2 separate regions of the Anas platyrhynchos genome follow, and region 2 is linked to region 1. The links are chromatin contacts, called in public Hi-C maps. All regions are on one chromosome and are shown on one strand. Each heading gives the region's core, a stretch centred on a gene start, on an enhancer-like site or on the middle of the called end of the contact. The rest is flanking DNA. Distances are from core to core; before and after follow the strand shown.

Region 1 (4,742 bases), core at 937-3,436:
GCGGTGGCGGTGGAGAAGCAGCTGGAAAGATGGGGGCTTGGCAAAGCAGCGGGTGGAGGGGCAGGGAGAGGAAGGAAGGGGGAAATAGGTGGAAGGACGGAAAGGCAGGCGGGGTGGGTGTGTGCAGGAGGGTGGAAATCAGGTGGAAAGAAGGAAAAAAGCAGCTGGGGAGATGGACGGGCGGCTGGCGGTGGGGAATGGAAGAGCAGCCGGAAAGGCAGCAAAAGCCACCAGGGGGAGGGGAAACGGAAGAGCAGCCGGGGACGGAAAAGCGGGGCCGAAGGATGGAAAAGCAGCCGGAAAAAAAGCAAGCGGGGGCGCGGAAGAGGCACCTGGACCGCTGCAAAACGCAGGCGGCGAGCTGCGGGAGCGGGGGCAGGGGAAAAAAAAATTAAAAAAAAAAAAAATAGAGCCGGGGGAGAGGTGGGGGGGAGCTGCAAAGCAAGCGGAGAGCCGAAAAAAAAAAAAAGCAGGCAGGGAAACGCGCTCCGGGATTGGGATAAAAAAAAAAAAATTAGGGAAAAAGAGACGGAAAGGAGGAAAGGGAGCCGGCTGCGGGGCACTCACCGGCCTTGGCTTGCTCGCGGTAGCTCTTCTCGCTCAGGCAGACGGCGGTGCCGTGGAGCAGGGCGTGCAGCGGCTTCTCCTCGCCCTGCCGGGGGAGGCAGCGGAGCCCCCGGGCGCAGCGCTCGGTGTAGACGCCGCAGGGCTGCCCGGCGGGCAGGGCGCAGGTGAGGCAGCAGCCGCAGCCCGGCTCCTTCACCAGCTCACAGCCCAAGGGAGGAGGAGGGCAGAGGGACAGAGCTTTGCCGTCGCAAGGCTCGCACTGCACGAAGGAGCCCAGGCACCGCGACAGCCCCGGGCAGGCGCCCAGCAGCACCAGGAGCCGCAGCAGCATCGCGCCGGGGTTAGGATGCTGCGGGATGGGATGGGATGGGGAGCCTGGGGGGGGGGAGATGGGGGGGCGGGCGGAGCTCGCTTCCCGCTTGGCCCCCTCCGGGGGGCTCGGAGGGGGGTGTTGTGGGCTCGGGGGGGTGCGGGGAGAAAGGAGAAAATCGGATTCAAAAAAGAAAAAGGGCGCAAAGCGCAGCCCCCGCTTGCCGGCGCCCCAGGCTGGGGGTTATTGGGGTGCGGGAGCCTCCCGCTTCGCTTTTTTTTTTGGCTGCGGGGGGGGGGGCGGCTAGGTTTGCTTTGGGGCTTTTTGTCTTTCTTGCTTTTTTTTTTTTCTCCTCCTGCCGGCTTTTTTTTTTTTTCTTTCTTTCTTTCTTTTTTTTTTTTCCTCGCCTCGAAAAGGGGGGCTTCTCACCGCAAAAAAGAGAGGGGGGAGGGAAAGGGAGGGGAGGGGGGGAAAGGGAGAGAAGCGTGCGGGGGCTGCACGGGGGGCTGCAGCCCACAGGTTGCGGGGGGAGCAAAAAGGGGGTTGGGGGGGGGGGCCGGAGACTTCACGCACTCACTCACACGCACACGCACACTCTCCCCAAAGGGCTGGGAGGAGGCAGGTTGGGAAGGGAGCAAAGTTCCTTGCAAACCAGTGTCCTGCTCCTACTGCATCAAGGCAGTCAGGAGAAAAAGAATAGCAATAAAAAAAAAGGAGAAAAAAAAAAAAAAGCCCGCAGGAGAAGGAAGAGGGGATGCAAAGCTCCCCTTCCCTCCCCCCTTTTCTTCTGCAGGAGGAGAAAAAGTCTCTCCCGACGCAGCGAGCTGCTGGGAAGCTTGGTATGAAGCAAAGTTGTGTTTCGATCGGCTCTGTTCAACCTCCCGCTTTCCTCTTCCAAGATTTGCAAAGGCAAAAAAACAAAAAATCAAAATCAAAAAATAATAAAAAAGTGGGAAAAAAGCCCCCCCCACACCAAAAAGGCAAAAGAAAAAAAAAAAGGCAAAAAAAAAAAGTTTTCTGCAAAATTAAGGGTGGTTGGTTGCAAAGTCTGCAGAGGAGCGGTAAAAACGGGGGGGAAGGAAGGGGGGAAAAAAATAAGAAAAGAGGTAAAAAAATAAAAAATAAAAAATCCACTTTGTAGATCTCCCAACACTTTTCCCCTGGAGAAGTTTCTAAAGAGACTGAATACTGCAGAACAGGCTGTCTTTTAAATAGACTGCCCCTGGCTGCCTGCCAGCCCCTAGCTGCAATTTGAGATCCCAATGACACCTCAGCTTGACTGGGTGCCAGCAGCCAGGGCCCTATCAGTGCACACTCGAGCCGGTGGGGGTGGGGTGCGCAGCTTCTGACTTCTGGGCTTCAAACCCCGGGCAGTGATCAAGGATAATATTATGAGGAGAGACAAGGGGAGGAGGAGGAGGAGGAGGAGGAGGAGGAGGAGGAGGGGGGAAGGGGAAGGCGAGGATGGGGAGGGGAAAGGCAGGGGAAGAGAAAGATGAAAAAAAAAAAAAGAAGAAAAAAAAGTTGAGATCTTCACAGTTTAAAAAAAAATATATATAAAAGGATAGAAATAGAAGGAGAGAAGTGGTTGCAATGGGGTTGCGGGGAGCCTGGGAGGGAGAGATCAGGGTGCCGAGTTTGGGGAGGGAAGAGGGGGAGGTGTATTAATAGGGCCTGATCCTGCTGCTCTTGGGGTGGAGACCCCCGGCCCCTTGCCCGGGTGGCTGGGGACCCTCGGTGAGGGGGGAGCGGGTGCGTGCGCCCCACCATCAGCTCCAAAGGTGAGATTGGCAGGGAGATGGCTGGGTGGGTGCCAGGGAGCTGCTTTCGCCCACCCTAATCCCAGGAGGTGCCTTTGTGTGTGCGGTGTGCCCAGCTCTCCTCTCCCACCCACCCCAGCCTGGGCAAGGGGTGAAAAGGCGGGGGGGGGGCTTTCCCCAATGCCAGGCTGTGCCCCCAACACCCCCAAACAGCAAGGGTTAAGGCAGCCGGACAGGGAGCAGGAGGGAGGGCTGGGCTGCTTGTAAGAACTGTGTTAGATTCCTCTTTGGAAAAGTTCGCTGTTGCTCAGGGCATGCCAGAAAACAAGGGGAATTTTGCCATGCGAAGTCCAATTTGCACGTTTTAGCTCATTCTTCTGCTGCCTCTTGCCCTGCACAAATTGTGTGTGTGTGTGGGGGGGGAGAAGTTTAAAAATAAAAAAAAAAAAAAAAAAAAAAAAGGCTTTGCAATGCTCATCCTCTGTCCTGGACAGCTTGCGGTTTGCTGCCTTTTGTTCCACCGCTGCATTCCTCAGCGTTACAGCTCTCCGGGCCCTGGTCCTTCGCACTTGCCTCCCTCAGTGCTCATTCATTGCTAGGAGTGGGGAAGCTGGAAGCGTGGCAAAGGGAATCTCCAAAATTGCCTGGTGTGCAGCCCCGTGGCCAGCCCAGGCAGCTGTGTGCAGGGATGTTACACCTGGAGGAGCGGCTGGGAGATCGCTCAGCAGCACCAGCCCAGGGTTATCTACCAGGGAAGGCATCAGGCAATTCTGGGCGAGGCTCACGGGCAATTCAAGTCACCCCCCCCCCCCTCCTTCCACACATGCACACACTCCTCCAGAGCCTCATATTCCCCAGGTTTCTTTTTAGATCAGGCAGCTATGCGGCTGCATTGCATGGATTTTGCCACTAGAATGCACCCTTATCTATGGTAAGAGGACGGGTGCTTGCTTAAAAGCTTTAACTCTTTCTTCACCAAAATTTCCCTGCTTAAGATTTTTTTTTTTTAAATTTTTTATTATTATTTTTTTTTTCTTTGCACATCTCAGGTGTTCCTTGTTTTACTGCCTTCCTACCCCATGGGAGCTCTGGAGTAAGGATCAGCTCCCTGCCGTCCTTTTTTGACCCCCCTCCCTTCAAAAAGAAGGCCACATTTCTGAGCTTTTTTTTTTTTTCCTTCCTCTTTCTCTCAGCCAGCAGGTTTTCCAGAGGTTTTATTTGATCATACCTGAATCCCTGCTTAGATCCCAGTTAACTGCTACCAAATAGGCACCCCTAAGGTAAGAAAAGCAAACCCCTTTGGATTTTATCTAGAAGCATTGTTAAATGGTTTCTCCAGTTGACACTTATGACTTTTACAGCATATTAATTGCATCCTGCTGCTGGTTTTTATGAGGCTCTGCTGCTGGTCTGCCTGGGTGCCTTGCAGAAAATAGCAGCGGGCAGAGGAGCACTTCTCACCTGGAGATTTGGGAGCGCTTTGTGAAAGGGCAGGAGAGAGCTGGCTTTTCCTTTTCCTCTCCACCACCCTGTAAGAAACAGAGAGTCCCAAATAAGCTCTGCTGCGGAGACAGCAAGAGTATGGAGAGGGGTGGCGGGGAGGTTTCCCTCCCACTCCAGCCTGCAGGACACGAAGCGGCGAGGCGTGTAGGGAGCTGCCTCCGTGCAGCCCAGCTGCAAGCCCTGGCACAGGAGAATTGGGCACGGCTGGATCGCTACGGGGCAGGGATCCTGCGAGGCAGCCCCAGGGAAGCTGCCCTAATTTCGGGCTGCCTGGGAGCTGTCTCCCGGGCTTTCAGAGCAGGCCACATCCAAGTGGTGTGAAGTTGTCCTGAGGCCACCCTCGCTTCCCTCCTACGCTGAGCTGCGAGGCTGTGCCGGGACCTTCATCCATCACAGTGCACCTGGAAACTCTGTCAGATACTCAACCAGGGCAAGGTAAAGTTTTAGCCAGGAGACGTGCCCTGGTAACAGGTTTTCTGCCCAAATATTGAAGTGGCCTTAACTGTGAGGATCCATCCTGCTGAGCCCTGGAGCAGGGATGGAGTTGCAGATGACTGCTTGGTGTGTGCCATCATGCTCCTCACAAGGGCTGGCTTCTTGAC
Region 2 (4,742 bases), core at 962-3,461, 180 kb after region 1:
ATATTTTGGTCTGGTCACCAAAATGGAAAATCAGAAGGGAAAAAACAGTCTCAACCAAAACAATAATCTTCTGAGGTTTTGGTTGAGAAGAAAAGGCTGATTTTGGATCTGACTAAATGTTTCATTGCACTGAAAATGAAAGGCTTTTTACACTTCTTCGTAGCTTAGATCTTTCATTTTTTTTCCTTTGTTGCTTTTTAAATGCAATGTCTATTATTAATTGTGGAGTCACATTTTAAAACGTCTCTAAAAGTTATATTCTGAAAATGTCTGAGAAATCTTGAAAGATGTCAATACTGATATGTTCCTTGGTCAGAAGTATTCACCACACTCTGCCCATTTTGGTGATCTCTTTTAGTTCTACCCTAACACCATTTTTTGGCATATTCACTATTATTATTAATAATAATAACAATAATATCATCACCCAGCTGTGCTTAGAAGGCCTGGGCACCAGTCCCAGATCTGCTATGACAAATCTTTTCAACTCTCTGGGCTTCTGTTTCACCTCCCACTCTTTGGCTCTCTTATCTAGTTAGATTTAAAGTAGTAGAGTCAGGAGCTCTCATATACTGAGTCTCTTCAAGCAGTGTTTTTTTGCTCCATATTCTCCCATCTACCAGCCTACTGTAGGGAACTTGGAAGTGTCTCTGCCTCTTAAGAGAGCTAGCTACATGGTAGAAAGGAAGAAAAATCAAATAATAAAGTTTTTTGTTTGCACTCTGCATGCAGAGATTACATTGTTTGTCTGGAGAGTGTGTGTGAAATCAAACTGTGACCATAAGCACTGCAGCCAATTTTTGCTCACATGTGATTAATTTATTCATGGAACAGAAGACCTGAAACTATATAATATACATCCAAAATGCTGGTTGCAAGCAAGACCAGCAAGGATCTGAGGGGACATGTGTGTAAATATGGGAAATAAATCTGAGAGAAGGGGAATAAAAATGGGCTTTTTTTTTTTTTTTTTTTTTTTTCTGCAGGATGCTGGTTTAGAGAGGCCTTACTGCATAATAACATATCTCCGAGTGGAGAGAGGGACTACCTGCACTTTTTTGACTTGAGTCTTTCTCCATATCTGTCCAGCTATAGTGGAGGTTGGGGAGTGAGATATATGTGGGAGAGGGAACCAACATTAAACAATGCTTAGCTTTAGGATAGATTCAAAAGATGCCTGACTGCCTCATCTCTCCCCTCTGTACTGTATGACTTGTCAATGTGTTTGCAGAAGGGGCTTGGACCTGCTGCATAACACACTCTAAATCATGATGCCTTGGCAAGAAGCTGCAAGAAGTTTTTGCGGAGCAGGAGAGTCTGTTTGATAGCAGGTAGCAGGGTTGACCTGCCCTGGGTCTCAGACATTTTTTTCCTGACTGTGCTTCTCAGAAAACAAGCTTAAAAATATATATTTTTGGTGCCAAACTGCATGGAGGGTCCACTTCAGTGGGTTCTGTGACTTATCCCAGCTGCCTGGAGCAGCGGCTTCTGAATCCTGCTTCCCATATTGCCTCGGAAGCGCTGGACTCTTAAAATGAACAGAGCTCGTTTATGGATCTTCAGCGCTGGCTTTGCGGGGGAAGAGGGAGGGGGCTGCCTCTCCAGAAAGGTTGCTGTCCAAGAGGCTGGGAACGGAAGCAGGTTCACTGTGGTGTGAACAAAGGCCTGCAGGCACACCAGAGAGCATCTGCTCGCCAGCTGATGGTAGTGCACCTGCTGAACAAGTGCAGCCGTGCTGCTCCCCTCCCCTGCCCTGCTCACTGCCGACCCAAGGCCAGGCTCCCTCCCCAGCCTTCCTTGTGCTAACCCTGCTGAACGCCAGTACCAGCAGAGCACCTGGCAGGAGGCAAAGCAGCTGCAGAGACTCTGTTGTTAAAGATGTGACAATGGGGTGAGAAGCTGCTCTAGCACAGGGATACATCTTCCGGATATTTGCCCTGATGAAGAGGTTTTACCTGAGCCTCTGCATCCATTCTGAAGCATGGACCTCAACCCCACAGTGTCAGATGGTGGCTGCCTGTTAATTGTTCGCAGCATTCCTCCTGTGACTGGTCACCAGGCCTGGCATCAAAAGGGTGATTTTGAGCTGAAGAAAACTCTTTTGTGGGTTCTGTGCTAACAGTGACTGAAACTTGCTACTGGTTCATTTCAACCATATCCACCGAACCATAACTCACTACTGCATACAAGTTCAGCAGGAACATTCCCAAAACCCCCGTAGAAGAAATTTACGGTTGCTCAATGCTCTGTTACTGGCGGCCACAACTGTGTGCACTCCACATGTCTTTGTAATCACTTAATGACTCATTTCCTTAATCTCTCATTTCCTATAGCCTTATTACAAGCAATTCATAAACCCAGATCCATAGCTGTTCCCTGGCTGTAGTCAGGAAGCACTGAACCGACTCTGCATCTGGTTGGTTGGCCGAAGTACCCCTCTCTATTCCCCTCTGAAACTTTCCACTGGACCCTGTCTTTTGCTGCAGTGACACCTACTGATGAGGTAAGAGTGTATTAACTACACGTTCCCTTGTTGCCAAACCCAGCCAGCAACCACTTCCTGGCTCTAGCCAGATGTTTCTGCTCTTCTGGAGCAAATTTCGCACTACACCGGGAGAAGTTTTGCACGGTCTTGACTTTAATGCGTCGGTGGCCAGCGGACCTGAACAGAGATCAGTGCAGCAGGAGGAAATGACTCTTCATGTCCAGGTTTTCCCATTCAGCCCTCAGCGAGCCATCAACCAACTGATGGCCTTGGAAAGCAAGACTTGCAAGAAGGTGTTCCCTGGCGTGTTGTGTGGCATTGTCATGGAAAGCATCAGGAAGAACAACCAGCATGCTTTTAGTTTCCTCTACAGGTTTCTTTTTGCGAAGAAACAACTACTTCCAGGAAACTCATACCCTTGATGCCTCCACATAACACTTGTGATGACTAGAATATGGGGGTTGGTTATGAAATCAGCCTGAGCTCCACTGCTAGATGCAACCAATCTCAATGATATCTTTTTTAGTGAAAAACATTTTCCTTCCAAACCCCAATCTCTTCCATAAACAATTCTTTGTAAAATTTCAGCTTAAGTCAAAACACTACAAAAATGACCTGTAGAACCTGAAGAAGAGGTGGGATAAGGTCAGTACTCCAGCAGTGTGAGAAGAGAGTCAAGGAAGGGGGGAAAGAAATAAGGACACTTCTTAATGTAGAGCCTGGCTTTAGCTCAAATCATCATGAAGTTTATCCATTCCCCAATATGTCTAGACATTGATTCAAGGGACAGAGCATAATAAAGGAATTAGGCTAAGCTAGGTTAGGAGGAAATGACAATACATTCCCCAGTCTCCTCCCTGCTTTGAGATCCCATCTAACATTCACTGAAGGTTTTCATCTTAAAACTGAAGCAAGGCAGCCAGGGCCAACAACAGTTGTGCAACAGTGCTGTAAATCCATGATCTCTGAGCCTGTGTGTGAAGGAAAGCGTTACAGGAATTGTAAGAAGGCTTTGGGACATAGCAGGTCTGCATAAGAAGAGGGTTAAATAAGAAGCTCTGAATCTCACTAGAAAACATGGCTATTTTTTCAGCCATTGATTTGTAGGGTTGGAATGCCTGAATACCAATTTCCCTTGTCTTTCTGATGGAGGAGCAATGAATCTTCTCCAGCCACCTCCTACTTCACCATCAACACAGCACAAAATGGGCAAATACACTAACAAAAATGAACTATCCAATGCCTCCAAAGAAGTTTGTTGAGCATTATAAAGCAAAGCAGATTCTGTCTGCTGGCCAGCCATAAGACTTTCACTTACAGGTTCTCCTATTAGAAAGGACATCAGTTACTTGTGACTCTGAAACTAGCTACAGCATAGCAGGTGCTGTATATAACACCACATCCTCCTGGATGGATCCTGAACACCTCTTCTTCACACTCTTCATGGAAATTCAGTGTATTCTGGGCACAGGATCAATCATCTGAATTCTTGTTGTTTTGTTATTGTACCTTGTTCTGGTCCCTCCAGAAAAGAGGCCCTATTTTGAAGACTTGAACACTTCTGAAGATGGGAGGTGCTACTAAATAAGGGAGATTGCAGAGGCAAACTTTTTCATGTTGGATGATGGCAGGAAGCTTCACATTGAGGGACCTGGGGACAGCAGTTTGAAAAGGTCTTCAGCTTTTTAGGAAATTCTATCGTGATTGACATGAACCACATTTACCCATAGGGTTTCCACAGAGGCCATAAACATAGTCAGCAAGATCCTTCACAGATACCACATTTGTCCCCAGTAAATATGAGCTGCCAGAGTTCAGGTAAAGAGAAAGATGTCCTTGAGGCAGTACATAGAGATATGTAAAGATATGCTCAGATAGCCGAGCAGCCTTCCAGAGTCCCATTTGTTAGAATAACGCAACAAGACAGATCATGTAACATGAAAATCTTATCTAACTCCCCCTGCACACAACCTGACCTAGAGCTACAAAGAGGTCCAGTGTTGCCAGCTGAGAAACCACAGTGTTTGCACTGAGATCTTGCAGTCCCCCAGTGCAGAAAGCCATGGCATTGCAACAGATTATCTGTGATTCCCAGTTTTTGCAGGCACAAGAGGTCAGTGCCACAGCGCCTGCAGGGAATGTGACTTTTCAGCTGTCTCGCTCTCCCTGGTACTCTTTGACCTTTGTGCAATCTGATATCAAAGAACCAATTATTCTCAACACTCATATATTTTCTTCCATAGACTCAATGGCACAT

What was found. Hi-C and Micro-C count contacts between places; a contact is called where the count stands out from the background.
Region 2: a contact with region 1 is called in a Hi-C map of liver, with 2.2 times the contacts expected there. The contact joins the enhancer-like site here to the promoter of IGFBP5 in region 1. A contact is called at or near these places in 3 of 8 Hi-C or Micro-C datasets (liver and skeletal muscle).

The regions. Positions count from the first base shown.
Region 1 is chr7:7,195,450-7,200,191 of IASCAAS_PekinDuck_T2T, forward strand. IGFBP5 (insulin like growth factor binding protein 5) reads right to left here and starts at 2,187. Exons shown (of 4, transcript XM_027461440.3): 1 at 568-2,187. The coding sequence starts at 898.
Region 2 is chr7:7,371,695-7,376,436 of IASCAAS_PekinDuck_T2T, forward strand. It overlaps LOC101803283 (a long non-coding RNA gene), which reads left to right. Exons shown (of 4, transcript XR_005267291.2): 4 at 1-949. Among named protein-coding and RNA genes, the nearest start is that of IGFBP5, 180 kb to the left of the region's middle. Within about 2 kb of position 2,212, at least 2 of the 8 cell types and tissues checked have an H3K27ac peak or open chromatin away from gene starts, as enhancers often do.